2 separate regions of the Sus scrofa genome follow, and region 2 is linked to region 1. The links are chromatin contacts, called in public Hi-C maps. All regions are on one chromosome and are shown on one strand. The core of a region is the stretch at or near the end of the contact, and the rest is flanking DNA. Distances in the headings are between cores, read along the strand shown. Region 1 holds the start of SLC35C2 (solute carrier family 35, member C2). Region 2 holds the start of ELMO2 (engulfment and cell motility protein 2).

Evidence for each region. Hi-C and Micro-C count contacts between places; a contact is called where the count stands out from the background.
Region 2: a contact with region 1 is called in a Hi-C map of retroperitoneal adipose tissue, with 2.2 times the contacts expected there. The contact joins the promoter of ELMO2 here to the promoter of SLC35C2 in region 1. A contact is called at or near these places in 3 of 5 promoter capture datasets (fetal skeletal muscle and liver), 21 of 47 Hi-C or Micro-C datasets (alveolar macrophages, blood, brain and 10 more) and 2 of 2 datasets of contacts at active chromatin or transcription factors (alveolar macrophages and skeletal muscle).

Annotation. Positions count from the first base shown.
Region 1 is chr17:48,521,625-48,528,837 of Sscrofa11.1, reverse strand. SLC35C2 (solute carrier family 35, member C2) reads left to right here and starts at 3,726. Exons shown (of 10, transcript NM_001185159.1): 1 at 3,726-3,768. ELMO2 (engulfment and cell motility protein 2) reads left to right here. Exons shown (of 21, transcript XM_021078300.1): 21 at 576-2,139. The coding sequence ends at 776.
Region 2 is chr17:48,564,046-48,571,258 of Sscrofa11.1, reverse strand. ELMO2 (engulfment and cell motility protein 2) reads left to right here and starts at 3,597. Exons shown (of 21, transcript XM_021078300.1): 1 at 3,597-3,682.

The sequences.
Region 1 (7,213 bases), core at 2,477-4,976:
TGGGGGTTTTTTTTGTTTGTTTTCATTTACTTTTTTGAAAACAAAATTGAGACTGCAGTAATTTCTTTTGTGTCCTGCTTTTTTCACCTAATATGTATTTTCTGCCCACTATTACAAATTTCTCGGGTAGTTTCAGATACTTGGTATCCCTGTTGGTAGCTCTTATTTTGCATTCATTCCCTTTTTAAAAATCACACTTCGGAATTCCCTGGTGGCTCAGTGGGTTAAGGAGCCAGCGTCGTTACTGCTGTGGCTCAGGTCAATGATACGGTGCAGGTTCGATCCCTGGCCTAGGAACTTCTGCTTGCTGCGAATGTGGCTAAAAAAGTTTTTTTAAATTAAAAAAATTAAAATCCCATTTCAAATTGTCTCAGGGAGTTTAAATGTAAACCTCTTAGAAAAACCGAAAGGTCTCTCTCACCTCCCAGTTCATCTTTGCTGTCATCCCAGATCAGCCTTGCCTGCACCGAGTAGGCCCCAAGAGACGGCGTGAGCCCTCTTAGGAAAGGGACCTTGGCAGGACCTCCCATTGACCAGGGGCCACCAGGTGACATTTTGCAACTTGCTCCCCACAGTACTGCATCTGGATCGATGGCCTCAGTGCCCTTCTGGGGAAGGACATGTCCAGCGAGCTGACCAAGAGTGACCTGGACACCCTGCTAAGCATGGAGATGAAGCTGCGGCTGCTGGACCTGGAGAATATCCAGATCCCCGAGGCCCCTCCGCCGGTGCCCAAGGAGCCCAGCAGCTATGACTTCGTCTATCACTACGGCTGAGGCCAGAGCCAGAGTCAGCGGCACCCAGCAAGGGACTTGGGGCCCAGGAGAAACATTCACAGTCTGGTGCCTTGTCTTTTGCTTGTACAGAATCTGTAGTGACTGTGGTGGCCAGTCAATGCCAGTCACTCCTCAAACCCACCTCGGACCACCCAGAGCTTCCTCTTGGTCCCTGTCCACTCTGAGTCGTGAAGGCGGGTGCTCTGCCCGCCCCGTCACCGTGGAGCTTGGGATCGGGCCGTGAGGAATGAACAGCACACGCCCTTGCCTTCCAGGCCAAGAAACTGCTTCTTGAGCTGGAGTTAAGAACAGCCACTCACCTTTTCTAACTGAGCCCGCTCGCCAGTCAGCTGGCTCTCCATGTGGGCCAGAGCTGGCCCAGGACAGGCTGCCTGCAGAGGACACATGTGCTGAGCGTGTTGAGAGCCATGGGGAGGCTGCCTTTGGGAGCCCGTGCCTGTGTCTCAGATCTAAGTGGAGGCCTCGGCCTTTGCGTAGTAGATGCCTTGCCCCTGCTTTTGCCGTCTTCGTGAGGGCTCATCCTGGCCTCGTCCAAGGCCATCATGCTGCTGCCGCTGCTGCTGCTGCTGCTGCCGCCGCCGAGGTCTGGCTCTGACATCTCTGGTCTCCAGAGCCACCGGATCCTCCTGCTCACACAGTTGGGTGGGCAGATGGACATTTCTCCCTACAAGGCCTCAGTCGCTCATCCTGGCAAGTCAGAGACAAGCAGGCTAAGTCCCACCCTCTTAGTCTCAAGGGACTCTACAGGGAAAGCCTAGATGTGGCCTCGGCCCAGACTGAGGTGAGGTCACTAGATTCCACGTCCCCCCCTTTGTCTTTTCCTTCTTCGGGGAGAAATCGCCCCCTAACCTGAATGGCAGCCTTCCCGTTTGCTTCCCTTTGGCCTTCCAGACTCAGGAGGCTTGCCTGTCCTTCCTCTCTGGCCCAGCGCTGTGGTTCCTCCCATTGGCTTTGATTTCAGGGAGCCGGCTGGGGCCAGGCAAGGCCACAGCTGTGCCAGTGGGCCTTCCCTGGTGCTGCAGCGCTTGTAAACCACACGCACAGCCTCTCTCCTTGGCCACGTGTAAACACAGGGGCATTCAGTATTGGTAGCCTGGCATGGTGGGTACTGCCCAATGAAGAGGGTACTATATATTTTCTTTACTATAGGCCATACTTATACAGACGTGTATATATATTTATATAAGATCTACCTATCCTAGGATGGAATGTTGGAGGGAAAATAAAATGGGAGGCCAAAAAACAAAAAGGTAACACTTCCAGTTGTGGGCTAAGATTGTAACCTGAGTGGCTGGGAGCTTCCTGTCAGTAACCATGTTTTCAATAAATACTCTTTCATGTACAAACTCGTTCCTATTAACAGCTCTTTCTCTGTACTTGCTCCCTGCCCAAGGGAGCTTTCACCTTGACAAGGCTTCATTGCAGTGTGTCTGGGAGATGTTAGCGAGCTCCAACTGGAGCCGTCAAGAGTCCCTTCCAAGAGTCCCTTCCTCCTCTTCAAGGACTCTGCCCCCACCAAGCTCATGCCTGCGTGCACGCGGGTACACACACACACCCCTGCTGGTTAATGATGCCACAGACTGTCACACCAAGACAAAGTGCTTTCTGCTCAAGCCTGCCGGGTACAGCAGGAAAAGGCATACTCTACACCCGCGTGGACATGTCCTCCCTCTTCTTCCTGCCAGGGACACAGCCAGGAACAGCTCCAGTCCTCATGCCTTACAGAAAAGGCAAGTTCTTCACCCTGTGTGTTGCCGATGCTTGGTGCCCAGCCTACCAGCTGGTGTTTTACGCCGTAGCTCCAAACCTCAGCCTTGGTAGCTGGGAGGCTAGAATGAGGACGGTGATGTAGATACTGCATCCTGCCTCTGAGGGAGAAGAGGCTGAGAATCAGCACTTTCAAAAGGCACAGCAAGTGCATGCAGCCTTGGGGGCTGAATAAAGCCCAGAGCCTGGGTGCCATTGTAGGTGATGGTAAGTGCTGAATGAGCGAATGCCTGCGTGATGCCAGCTGGTGGGGCTGGGCAGCAGCGGCTTGCATAATGAACTGCTTTGACACTCTGGCCTCCATCCTTCTGTTCAGCGAGGCCAGGGAGCCCAGCTGAGTCCATTGCAAGGACTCCTGTTTGCAGCCAGCCTTAGAGCTACAGATCTAGGAGGCAAAAAGTCCCAAACTGGGCCTCAATCTGCAACCCTAGCCTGCCCTAGCCTCCAAATGTTTCCCTCTCTCCATATGCTCTCGGCCTTTTAATCCATCCTGCAAGATGAGGAGGATCCCAACTCCCTACTGGCATTTTTGGGCTCATTGCAACCTGCCCCTTGGTTACTTTTCCAACCATGGTTTTTTTTATAAACAAGTGGGCTCCAAGCCAGGCTCCAGTCTTCTTCTGGCCTCCTTATTTCCTCAGTCTGGGATGCTCTCCGACTCACTGAAATTGAGATCATTCTTTAAAGGTTCAGGCATTCAGAAAATGTTTAATGTTTATTATTTATTACCTCTCATGGATCTTCTAAGTCCTAATATTTAAAGCCCCTAACATCACTCCCCAGCTGGCTTGAGCTCCCAGAAGAAAAAGCCCAGGAGAGAGCTTAGTGTTTCCATGGTTGCCCAGCACTAGCTTGGAGAAAGTAAATACTTAATTTGTAAGCAGCTGACGGTTTTCTGGCTGCCAGAGGTGCGCAGGGGTCTGCAGGAGGCACCGGGGCTCCAGGCCGAGACCCCGGTGGAACCCAGGAGACAAACAACCACAGCCCAAGACCCTGCTCGGCGCGGGGCGCCGGGAGCAACCCGTGAAGCAGAGCGAGGGCGCGCTGCACGGGGTCTCCGCAGAGCGCCCTCGGCCCCGCCCCCGCCCCGCCCCCATCCCCGCCCCGCCCCGCCCTCGGCGGCTTCCGGCAGAAGTTCCCCGGGCGGGTGGCGGCGCTCGGCCTCGCACTTCCGGGAGGAGGAATCCCAAGCGCCCGCTACGAGGTGAGTGGGCGCGCGGCGGGCCTTCGGCGCGCTCCCGGGGTCGGTGGGAGGGGGGACCCGGGCAGGACTGGGAGCGGGGTCCCAGTCTGGCAACGCGTGCCACAGCTTGGGGCCCACCGGGGACCTGCCCCTCCCGGGCCTCGGTGTCCCCGTCTTGGAGGAGCCCGAGGCTCCGCGCGCGCTCCGCTCTCCCTCCACCCCCCGGCATTTCCCGAGCACCCGAGACGTGACCCAGGCAGGCATCACGCCGAGCCAGCCCTGCCCTTGGAGAGGCCGCATCCCGCCGTGGGGTGGGAGTTGGAGATGAACAGTAATCACGTAGGCAAATGAGGAAACGTCAGGCAGTGGGAGGTGCCACGAGGATTAGGAGGGTCCCCTACCCACACCCCTGGAGGTTCAGCCAAGCAAAGGTCGGTGGAAGAGTGTACTGGGCAGAGGGAACAGCACATGCAAGGAAGCACACAGGCTTGTGTTGGACCAGGGGCCAGCGTGGCAGAAAGGAGGGGAGGGAAGAATGAGGTTGCAGATGTGGGCAGAGGCCAGAGGGTAGGAGGCCTTCCTCTTGGGCCAGTGAGGGCCTGGTCTGTTTTCTGTGCTGAAGCCATCCCTCCCGCTGAACTGTGAACTCCAGACCATAGAGGGCGAAGAGGAAGTAGGGATACCAATTAGAAGGCTTGTTAACTTTGAGAAGGTGCTCCTTGGGGGCTCCCGTCGTCATGGGGACTCCCTGCAGTGAGGGGACCTGGACTGGTTCCTGGAAGGAAGGGTAGGATTTGAACAGTGGAGGGACAGCATGGCAGTGATGGAGCAGGAACCGCACCAAAAGCAAGAAGGCGCCAGAAGGCGATTCCCAGGAGGATGCAGACTGCCCCAGCTTGGGAGCTTGGAAGGGGACAGCAGTCTTAGCGCCGGCATGCCCTGGGGTTGCCCATGGGATGTCAGCAGTCAGACTTAATAGGGAGCAGATTTGTCCCCCAGGTGAAATTTAGCAGACATTGTTGGTTGTCACAACTTGGGATGAGGCGGAAGGGATGCTCCAGGCATCAAGGGTGGAGAGACCTGGGGATGCAGTGGAACATCCTCCAATGCACAGGACAGGCCATCTCCCCAAAGAAGATGATCTGGCCCCAAGTGTCAGTCATTCCAAAGCTGAGAAATGTTTGTAGAGAGGAAGGTGCACGGGCCTGGAGTTCTCTTAGATGTGGATTTGGTGCCCATGTGCTCCACTCTAGCTGTGTGAGCAGGAGTCTGATGTGGAGGTGCAGGCAGCAGAGAGAACCACAGAGGAGACCAGTGCGTTGTGTGTGTGTGTTTGGGGTGGGGGGGGGACCATGGTGATTCAGAGCCTAGTGGTGGCGGTCAGGAGATGGGACCCTGTATGGGATTTTTTTTTTTTTTTTTTTTTTTTAAGATAGAGCAGGCAGTATTTGCTGATTGAATGTGGGCCAAGGAAAAGAGAGGAGTCAAGGATGAGGACAAGATTTCTGGGAGTTCCCTGGTGGCCTAGCAATTAAGGATCTCATGTTGTCACTGCTGTGGCTCATCTTTGATCCCTGGCCCAGGAACTTCCACATGCCAAGGATGTATCCCCCCCACACACACACCCCCAAAAAAATCCTGGCCGGAGCAACCAGATGTTGGTGCTGCTGGCTGAAGTGGGAAGATTTGGACAGAGGGTGGATGAGTCCTGGGAAACAGGAGTCAGTCCTGAACAGGTTTGGTCCAAGGTGCCTGATGCTAGACATCGAAGCAGAAAGGATAAGGAGGCAGTGCATATTCTTCTGGAGCCGATGGGGAGGTCAGAGGGAGGGAGCCACTTCAAGGAGATGTGAGCTTGCATTTCAAGGAAGGGGACCGCCTGAGACCACCTAGCACAGCAGTTCTCAGCCCACTGGAAGCAGCACCCTCTTTTTAACGACAGATATTTCCTTAACAACCCCCGCTTTATTATCCTCAGATGAAATTTATGGTGAATAAAAACGATCTACACACAGAATTAAAAAAAAAATTGATGATGCCTTAGCCATAATAGAGAAGAGAAATAAAAGGAAAGTAATTGATAGTAAAATAAAATGCGTTTCAGTATGTGAGTTCCTGGGCAGCCCAGTCCTAGAAGCAACTGTGAAACCGTCCGTGCTTTCACCTCTCATAGAACCTCTGGGAGCGTGAAAGCCACCATGCAGAGGCCTGCAGCTGCAACCCGGTTGTGCTGGCAGCTGGCAAACCATGGCCGTACGTGATGTAGTTTTCCCCAGCCGGGAACTCGTGGTACTGTTTTATCAAAAACAGTTCAACCTCCCCTGAGTGTACGTGGTGTTCTTAGACACTTGCATGCCTGGTAGAACCATGGAGAATTTGCTCTGTGTTAACAGGGGAAATAGAGTTGGGTTCTGGATGCAGGACATTATAATTAGATCTTTCGCCAGTGTGAATGTTGAACTTATGCAGGATGCAGAACAATTCTTAGTTTTGTGGTCTCTCCCCCTGGAGTCCCCACTCACTGAAAGCTAGGAGAGTCCCCCCCCCCGCCCCAAACACCACAGGGCTCCAGCGTCCCCGAAGAGAACCCCAGCCTAGGGTGTCCTTCAGGCAAAGCTTGGTGCCTGCTCCCAGTTTGCCTTGGGGGAGGGGACATGATAAGCCGGTTCCAGAGTACAGAACTGGATGTCATTTCTCCCTTCAGGAAGGACTGGGGGTGGGGGAGCAGGCTCTGTCTGATCAGATGGTTCTAGGAAGGCTTCCAGAAGGAGGTGGCATTTCAGCTGGGTGGGAAGGGCTCAGAGGAGGAGATGGGGGGAGGAGGGACGCACAGATGAAGTAGCGTGTGGGTAACACAGGACCCGGCTCCTCCTGGTCCCCCAGAGCCCACGTGCCCCACTCATCAGGCTGGGCTGGGTCGACCAGGAGGCAGGGAGTGGTTTCCTTGGTTTCCTCTGGCCAGACCCTCAGGCAGGCACCGCCCCTATGGGAGTGGCTGTTAGAGGTGCTGGCAGAGGAGGTGTGGGTTTTCTGGTTCATTTTCAACGTCTAAAGACCAAATCAGTCTCCTGAAAATCACGTGCCCTCTCTCTTGCATTGCGCCGTCACACCATACGGGGAACGACCAGGGCGCCAGGTGGCTGTAAGCTAACGTGGCCGCTGGGGCTCCTGTCTGCGTGGAGCCCACAGCCTCCCGGGGGACCCAGCCGGTGCTCAGATCATCAGGTCTTGCACAAGTGCCATGGAGGAAAAGTAGGGGAGCAGGCCGTATCTCAGGGGGACCCATCAAGGGGCCGTGCTCCCTGAGGAAAGGACGTTTGAGCCGAAGATAAGAGGAAAGAATGAAGGCTGGGCTCCCTCCAGCAGCAGGAAAGGGCGGGTGTGTTTGGGGAAAGGAAAGCCCTCCAGCGGGGCTGGACAGGACTTCTTAGCTGCCAGAAGGGTTTTTGGTCTTTATCTTAAGAGC
Region 2 (7,213 bases), core at 2,348-4,847, 43 kb before region 1:
AACTAGTTCCTGGTAACTGATGGGCCCACCTGATGTCATTTCCCCCTGTAAATGGTCCTCCCACCCCTGGGTAGCAGAGTGCCATGTCCTGCCCACTGCTTGCTGTATTTGGAAAGGTGTTGCTCCAGGACCCTTCGTGTAAGATCCTCTGTCCAATAAGCCATTGATGTCTCTGTTACTGTCTCCAGGCTCTTTCTTCAGTCTTGGGGGCCTGTGGGGTGCAGCCCAACAATAACAAAGAGCTCCGTATAATGACAAGGCCCAGGGATGGTAACTATTACGCTTTACCATGTGCCAGACACTGTGTTGGCTTTGTATGAGGATGACATTCAGCTTCATGTACTTCTTCGACTTGATCCCAGCCTGTAAACAGGGCACCTGTCCTCTGTTGCCCAGGGGTAGCAGCTGGGAGTTGGAGGTGGAGGGATCTGAAATTCTTGCTTTGTGTGCAGTCTTGGTGGAGCTGTCCGTAAGGGTTCCTGCCTTCCTTGGCTAGGGGAGGGCATGGTATGCAGGCTCAGCCAACTGGACTTTTGCACCAGGCATCTTGACTCTGATCAAAGAAAGAGCTGATCAAAAAAAGGGAAAAGAAGATAGGACTAATTCATTTTGGCTACCTAAACACCCAAAGCATCTCTAGGCTCCATCCTTCTCTAAGCCTAGTCCTCTAGCTTCCTGCCCCTCTGTGAATTAGCCGCTAGCCTGCCAATAAGCTCCTTTTCTGCTAAAATTAGCCAGAGTTGGTTCCCAAGACTTGCAATTAAAGAACTTGCACTGGCAAATCAAGGGGCAGGAGGGAGACAAAGTATTTAAAGCTAAAGTGAATGATTCACTCCTTGGATAAATGGGTACTGAGCAGGGCCAGGACTAGGGTGGGGCAAGTGAGATACCCAGGGCACAAAATTTAAGGAAGCTTTCACTCAGGGTTGTGTCAGTGCAGGGCTAGCTCTGACAAACAGATACCCACCCACCCCCCACACCCCCTAGAAAAATCAGTGGCTTAAAGAACAAAGATTACTTCTCTTTCATGTAAGAGTATGAAGGGGCCTAAAAGTACCTTGAGTCAACAGGTAGCTTTATGATCATTTACTTTGTATGTGATGGTGCCATCATCCCCCACACATCATCATCATTATCCAAGGTCAAAGCTGGACACAGCCGGTGAGAAAGAGCAGGGAGGAGGCGGGCCCACTGACTAAAGGCCTTGCCTGCAGTTTCACACGTCCCTTCCACTGGCAAGAACTCACCCAGCCAATCTTAGCTTTAAGTGAGGCTGGGAAGAGAAGCTTAAGCCAGGCAGCCATGTGAGTGTGGAAGGCCAGGAGAAAGGGCTTTGGAGGGCCGCTAGCAGACTCCACAGAAGTAAGTCACTGCCCACGTGGAGCCTGTTTCCAAGCAGATGCTATTCTCAGTAATAAAAGTGCTGGGTAGAAGCACCCTGGGGGCTTAGGGAGGGAGGTGTTCCTGGGCTGCAGTAATTGGGAAGGCAGGAAGGAGTGGGAGAACGTTCCCAAAAAGGGGAACTACAGGAGTTACCACTGGAGCCTGGGAAAGGTAAAATGAACTTGGCCTGTTATCTTGCAATGGGGCAAGAAAAAGATCTGCTAGACCAAGGTGGAATGCTCATGCCTTCCCATAATCCACTTTTGTAGACAGAAGATGAAATTGGGAGTGAGGAAAGCTGGACCTGAGTTCAAGTTCCTGAATTGACCTCGAGTAAAAAGCCTAAGCTTTGCAAGCTTTTGACTCCTCCTTTGTAAAAGGATGAGGATGATCATCAGCAACAATAATACCTTAATAATAATTTTTAAAAGTATGGGAGTTCTCCTGGTGGCGCAGTGGGTTAAAGATCCCGAGTTATCACTGTAGTGATTCAGGTTGCTGCTGTGCCACCAGTTCAATCCCTGGCCCTGGAATTTTCATATGCCATGGGCACAGGCAAGAAAAGAAAGACATTTTTTTGAACAGTAAAGTAAAATTCCTTGTTTTACAATAAAATAAAAATTTTAAAGTATGACTAGAAGTTCCTACTGTGGCTCAGCAGGTTAAGAACTCAACATTGTCTCTGTGAGGATGCAGCTTAGATCCCAGGTCTCACTCAGTGGGTCGAGGATCCAGTGTAAGTTGCAGATGTGGCTGGAATCCAGTGTTGCTGTGGCTGTGGCAGCTGCAGCTCCGATTCAGCCCCTAGACCAGGAGCTTCCATGTGCCACAGATGAGGCTGTACAAAGAAAAACAAAGTGTGAATAATAACAAGGTTGCTGTGAGAATCCCACAAAGCAAAAGTCTATTAAACACTTTTGTATCCACAGCCCTGTAGACTAAGAGTGGACAAATTATAGCCACAGGCCACTGCCTATTTTTGTAAATAAAGTTGCATTGGAATCCAGCCACACGCATTGGCTTACATATAGTCTGTGGCTGCTTTCAGGCTATAACAGCACAGCTGAATAGTTTTGACAGAGGTTGTATGGCCAAAAGTATTTCCAATGGTCATTTATGGAAAATAAACTGATGACTTCTGCAAGGGCAGTGGCAATGTTATCTATTCCTAAACCTCACCCTCCCTGAGCATCACTGTATTCACCAGTAAAATAGGACTAATAAGAATCATCTTCACTTCGAAGATATTTTGAGGATCAAATGAAACAACATATGTAAAACTGCTTTTCTGATGCTTTCCTGACAGAAGCACCATCTAAATGGGAGCTGTCATTTAGTTTCTTTGCTGGGTAAGAGTTTCCTTATTTAGCCTCTCCAGCTGAGGGTCGGTAAAAGAGGCAACAAAATACCCACCATCCATTGTGGTTGTAAGGATCTGTGAGACCAAAAAAAGGTTAAAGCATAAACTTTAGAATCAAACAGGCACAGGCTGGCATCTTGCTCAGCCCATCACTAAGTCTGCCATCAGAGGATCAGCGTAATACCTACATCAGAGTTGCTGTGAGTGTAAATGGAGATAGCACGAGCGAGCGCGAGGCCCTGGCGCAGTGCCTGGCCTTGTTCCGATCTGCAGGTGCAGTGACGAATACCACCTCCCACGGGTCCCTACCAACAGTACAGCTGAGCTGTACCCCTCTGCCTCTGCTCAGCGCCCACGGTCAGCCCTGGGTGCCGGTATAATTAGCTCCAACTCGGTGGTGAGCAGCCGCGGCTGCTCACAGCCTCTGACATGACTGTCACTTCCCACTCAGTTCTTCAAGCCACAGTTATCCCACTGATGAGTGCGTTACATGCCCGCCGGGCACAGGGCTTAGTGCCACCAGAGGACAGCTGAGCCCTCAAAAGCTCTGATTTATCACAAGGAACCCAGGCAGTGCCAAAAGAAAAGTTTGGGTGGGGTGGGGGGCTGGTAATGCCTCTTGAATTTGAGGAGAAATCCCATTCCTCCAGAACCCATAGCCTGGGGCGGCAGAGGAGGCCTATGTCTTTAAGAGGCCTCCGCTAGCTGGGCGGGGATCGCCGGCTTTTCCCCTCAGCATCTGGGCCCGCCCTCCTTTGAGTGACAGGCAATCAACCCAGTTGAAGGAGGAGAGTTCAGCGTGACGGCGAAGCGGAGCAATAGGAGCCCGGGTCGGCCTGCGCGGGGCGGGGTCCCGGGAAGGTGGGGCGGGCGGAGGCTGGAGGAGCGGCGGCGGCGGTGAGACCCGGTTGCGGGAGCTGGGCCTAGGTTGGCGTTCTGGTGAGTGAGGGGCGCGCCGGGGGCTCGGGCATTCCCGCCCTCGGAGCGGGGCCTGGCCTGAGGGACGCAGGGAGGAGAGGCTGGGCCGGGAAGCGGGCGGAGAGCTGCGGCCTGCTTCTGCCCAGGGGACCGAGGGGCTGGAGAGGGCGGGCCTGGGCTGCACCGCGCCGGTACGACAGGCCCCAGAGGGGTCGCGGCCCAGCTAGGTCCCCCGGACCTGAGGGGCACTGGGTCCCCGACAGGGAAGGGTCTACGGGTGGGGAAGAGGGCAGGCCAGGCCTCGAGGGGCGGGGGCTGGACCGGGTAGGGGTCGAGGGGTAGGGGAGGAGGAGGGTGGGTGGGTGGAACGCGGAGTGCGACGAGACGGTGAGGGAGGAGACGGGAGAGGGACCGAATGGGAAGGGGCTTGATAGGCGCCCAGAGAGTGTTTGGGGCTGGGTGGCCCCGGGCGCCAGACGCCCAGATCCTCTCGATGTCGCCACCCCCTTCAATAGACAAGGCTCTTCACCCCGCCCGGTCTATCCGGCCCGGCTCGGTAGACCCCAGTCCGTCTACTTGTATCTCCGCTGCTTGCTCGTCAGTTCAGCCCTCTTTCGCCTCTTACCCGGACCGATGCCGCGTCTTAACCAGATCTGCCCACATGCCCTCTGGCCGATCCGCAAGGGCCTTGCCCCTTGGCCGGAGGGCTCGGATCCGGACGCTCCGCTGCTTACAACTACGCCTCTTCCACCTCTTGCAGGGCCAGCCCCGGATCCTCTCCCAAGCCTTGGAGAGGGGAACCCACCGACCTCTCCTCCCTGGTCTCAGTCTACCAACCCCTCTTGCTCAATACTCTCCTCACCTTTTCGTGTTCCTTCTACATACCAAGCCCCAGCCCTACTCAGGGTCTTCACCCTTGGTCTTCCTACTCCGGGGCATATCTTCCCTGCCTGGCTTACTCCAGTAAATTCCTCTTTATCTTTCAAATCTCCACTCAAGTATCACTTCCTCAGGAGGCATCCCTGGCGCCCGACTCCCTCACCAAATGAATTCCCCACTTTCATCACCCTGTATACTTCTCCTTCACAACCCTTGAATGGCTGAAAATAGGCTTGTCTATTTCCACCAGATAATAAGGTTCACAGGGAAAAAGGTAGTATCTGCTTTTGCTTCTTGTATTTCCAGCATCTTGCACAGGGCCAGGCACTGTAAATATGTTTTAAATAAATGAATGGAAAACTTGGCTTTGGCAGGAGGAACAGGGTGTTCGTGTGAGTCATGTCCCTGAGGTCCTACACAAAAAGTGTGTCAGGGAGTTCCCTTTGTGGCTTAGCCGTTATAAAGAGTCCAGCTAGGATCCATGAGGATTCAGGTTTGATCCCTGGCCTTGTTCAGTGGGTTAAGGATCCAGTGTTGCCATGAGCTGTGGTGTAGGTCATATACTCAGCTCGTATACTCAGCTCGGATCCTGCGTTGCAGTGGTTGTGGCATAGGCCAGCAGTTACAGCTCCAATTTGACCCCTAGCCTGGAACTTCCATATACTGCCCTGAAAAGCAAAAAAAAAAAAAAAAAAAAAAAAAGCGTGCTAGGCTCTGCGCTAGACCATTGGTGACCAATAGAAATACAATCAATACGTGTAATTTAAAAATTATTAGGAGTTCCTGCTGTGGTGCAATGGGATCGGTGGTGTCCCTGGAACGCTGGGACACGGGTTCAATCCCCAGCCTGGCACAGTGGGTTAAAGATCCCGTGCTGCTGCAGCACAGGTCATAACTGCGGCTAGGATCTCATCCCTAGCCTGGGAACTCCATATGTGTTAGGGCAGACAAAAAAAGGAAAAGAAAATTAGTTATTTTAAAATGGTTTTTTTTTTTTAGTAGCCACATTAAAAAAGTAAAAAACAGGTGAAATTACTTTTTGTAATATACTTTACTTAACCTAATAGACTCCCAAATAATATTATTTTGACATGTAGTCAATATAAAAATACTAATGAGATATTCCACATTTGTGTGTGTGTACTAAATCTTTGAAATCTGGTAGGAGTTTTACTCTTAGAGTCCATCTCAGCTTGTGGTAACCATATTTCAAGTGCTCAGTAGCCACATGTGGGGGTGTGCAATGCTAGAAGTTTTATATACCGGTGACATTTAATCACCTTAAGCCTTTTGAGGTAATTAGTGTTGTCTACATTTTACTGATGTACATCATGAAGCTTCTGAACGTTACGCTGCCTGCCAGCGGTCCTCCTAAAGTTCGTGAGTGGAGGAGGCAAGTTGAAGACCAGGACCCCCATCTATTCATCTGTTACCCTCTGCTGCCTCCAGGAGGTGCCAGGAACTTTTGGTGGTGCAAGAAATGGGGCTAAACTTCTTGAAAACAGTGGCACCTGCGAGTATGTTGAATATTCTGTCTTGTTCCATACAGAGACAGTGTGTCTGTATGCATTGGTACCACCTGCCTAGGGGCTCAGGAACATATGTATTTGGTGCAGTGGAAGGAAAAACCTGCAAGGCAAATGTTTCTTGATGCAGTCACCATAGCTCAGCACAGTCCCCACCAACTCAGCCTAGTCCGTACCAACCCTACTCTAGTCCTGGGTAGAAAAATATACACAGCCTGCAGCATCTCAAAGGTGCTAGGCATACAAGGCCTGAGTTAACAGTCTGGCCTTTCTGTGCAACAATTGCTCGTTGAGTGAAATCCTCACCACAGTGAGGCCAGCACTGTTCCAGGCCATTTAGGGTGACTGAGGAGTGTAACTCCCGGCCCTCATCCTCTGAATGCTAACTGTGTACTTGGAAAGACAAGACCAGGTCACAAAGTGATGAGGTTAAATGAGGTTCAGGGCACCAGGCTGATAAAATGAAGAACCGGAAGCAGTGTGTGCAGAGGCTGCATGGTGTGTTCCAAAGTGCTGGGTGGGTGGGGGGACGGGACACTTTGCAACTTGCTGCAATTCCCACATAGATGCTGCTTGGCTTTTTCACTTACCTGTCTGGCTGCTTAAGCATCAGAGTTTGTAAACCCATTAGACTGTTTTTTCTTTTTTGTTAAAGCATAGTTGATTTACAACGTTGTGCTAATGTCTCTTCTACAGTAAAGTGGCTTAGTTATACACATACATGCATTCTTTTTTTCTTTTCCTTTTTTAAATATTCCTTTCCATTATGGTTTATTCCAGGAGGTTGGATATGGTTTCCTGTGCTATACAGTAGGACCATGTTGTGTACCCATTCTAACTGAATTAGTTTGCATCTGCTACCCCCAAAGTCCCAGTCCATCCCTCTCCCTTCCGCCTCCCCTTTGGCAACCGCAAGTCTTTTTTTTTTTTTTTTTTGTCTTTTTGCCATTTCTTGGGCCACTCCCGAGGCATATGGAGGTTCCCAGGCTAGGGGTCGAATCAGAGCTGTAGCCACCGGCCTACGCCAGAGCCACAGCAACACGGGACCTGAGCCGCGTCTGCACCCCACACCACAGCTCATGGCAACGCCAGATCATTAACCCACTGAGCAAGGGCAGGGACCGAACCCGCAACCTCATGGTTCCCA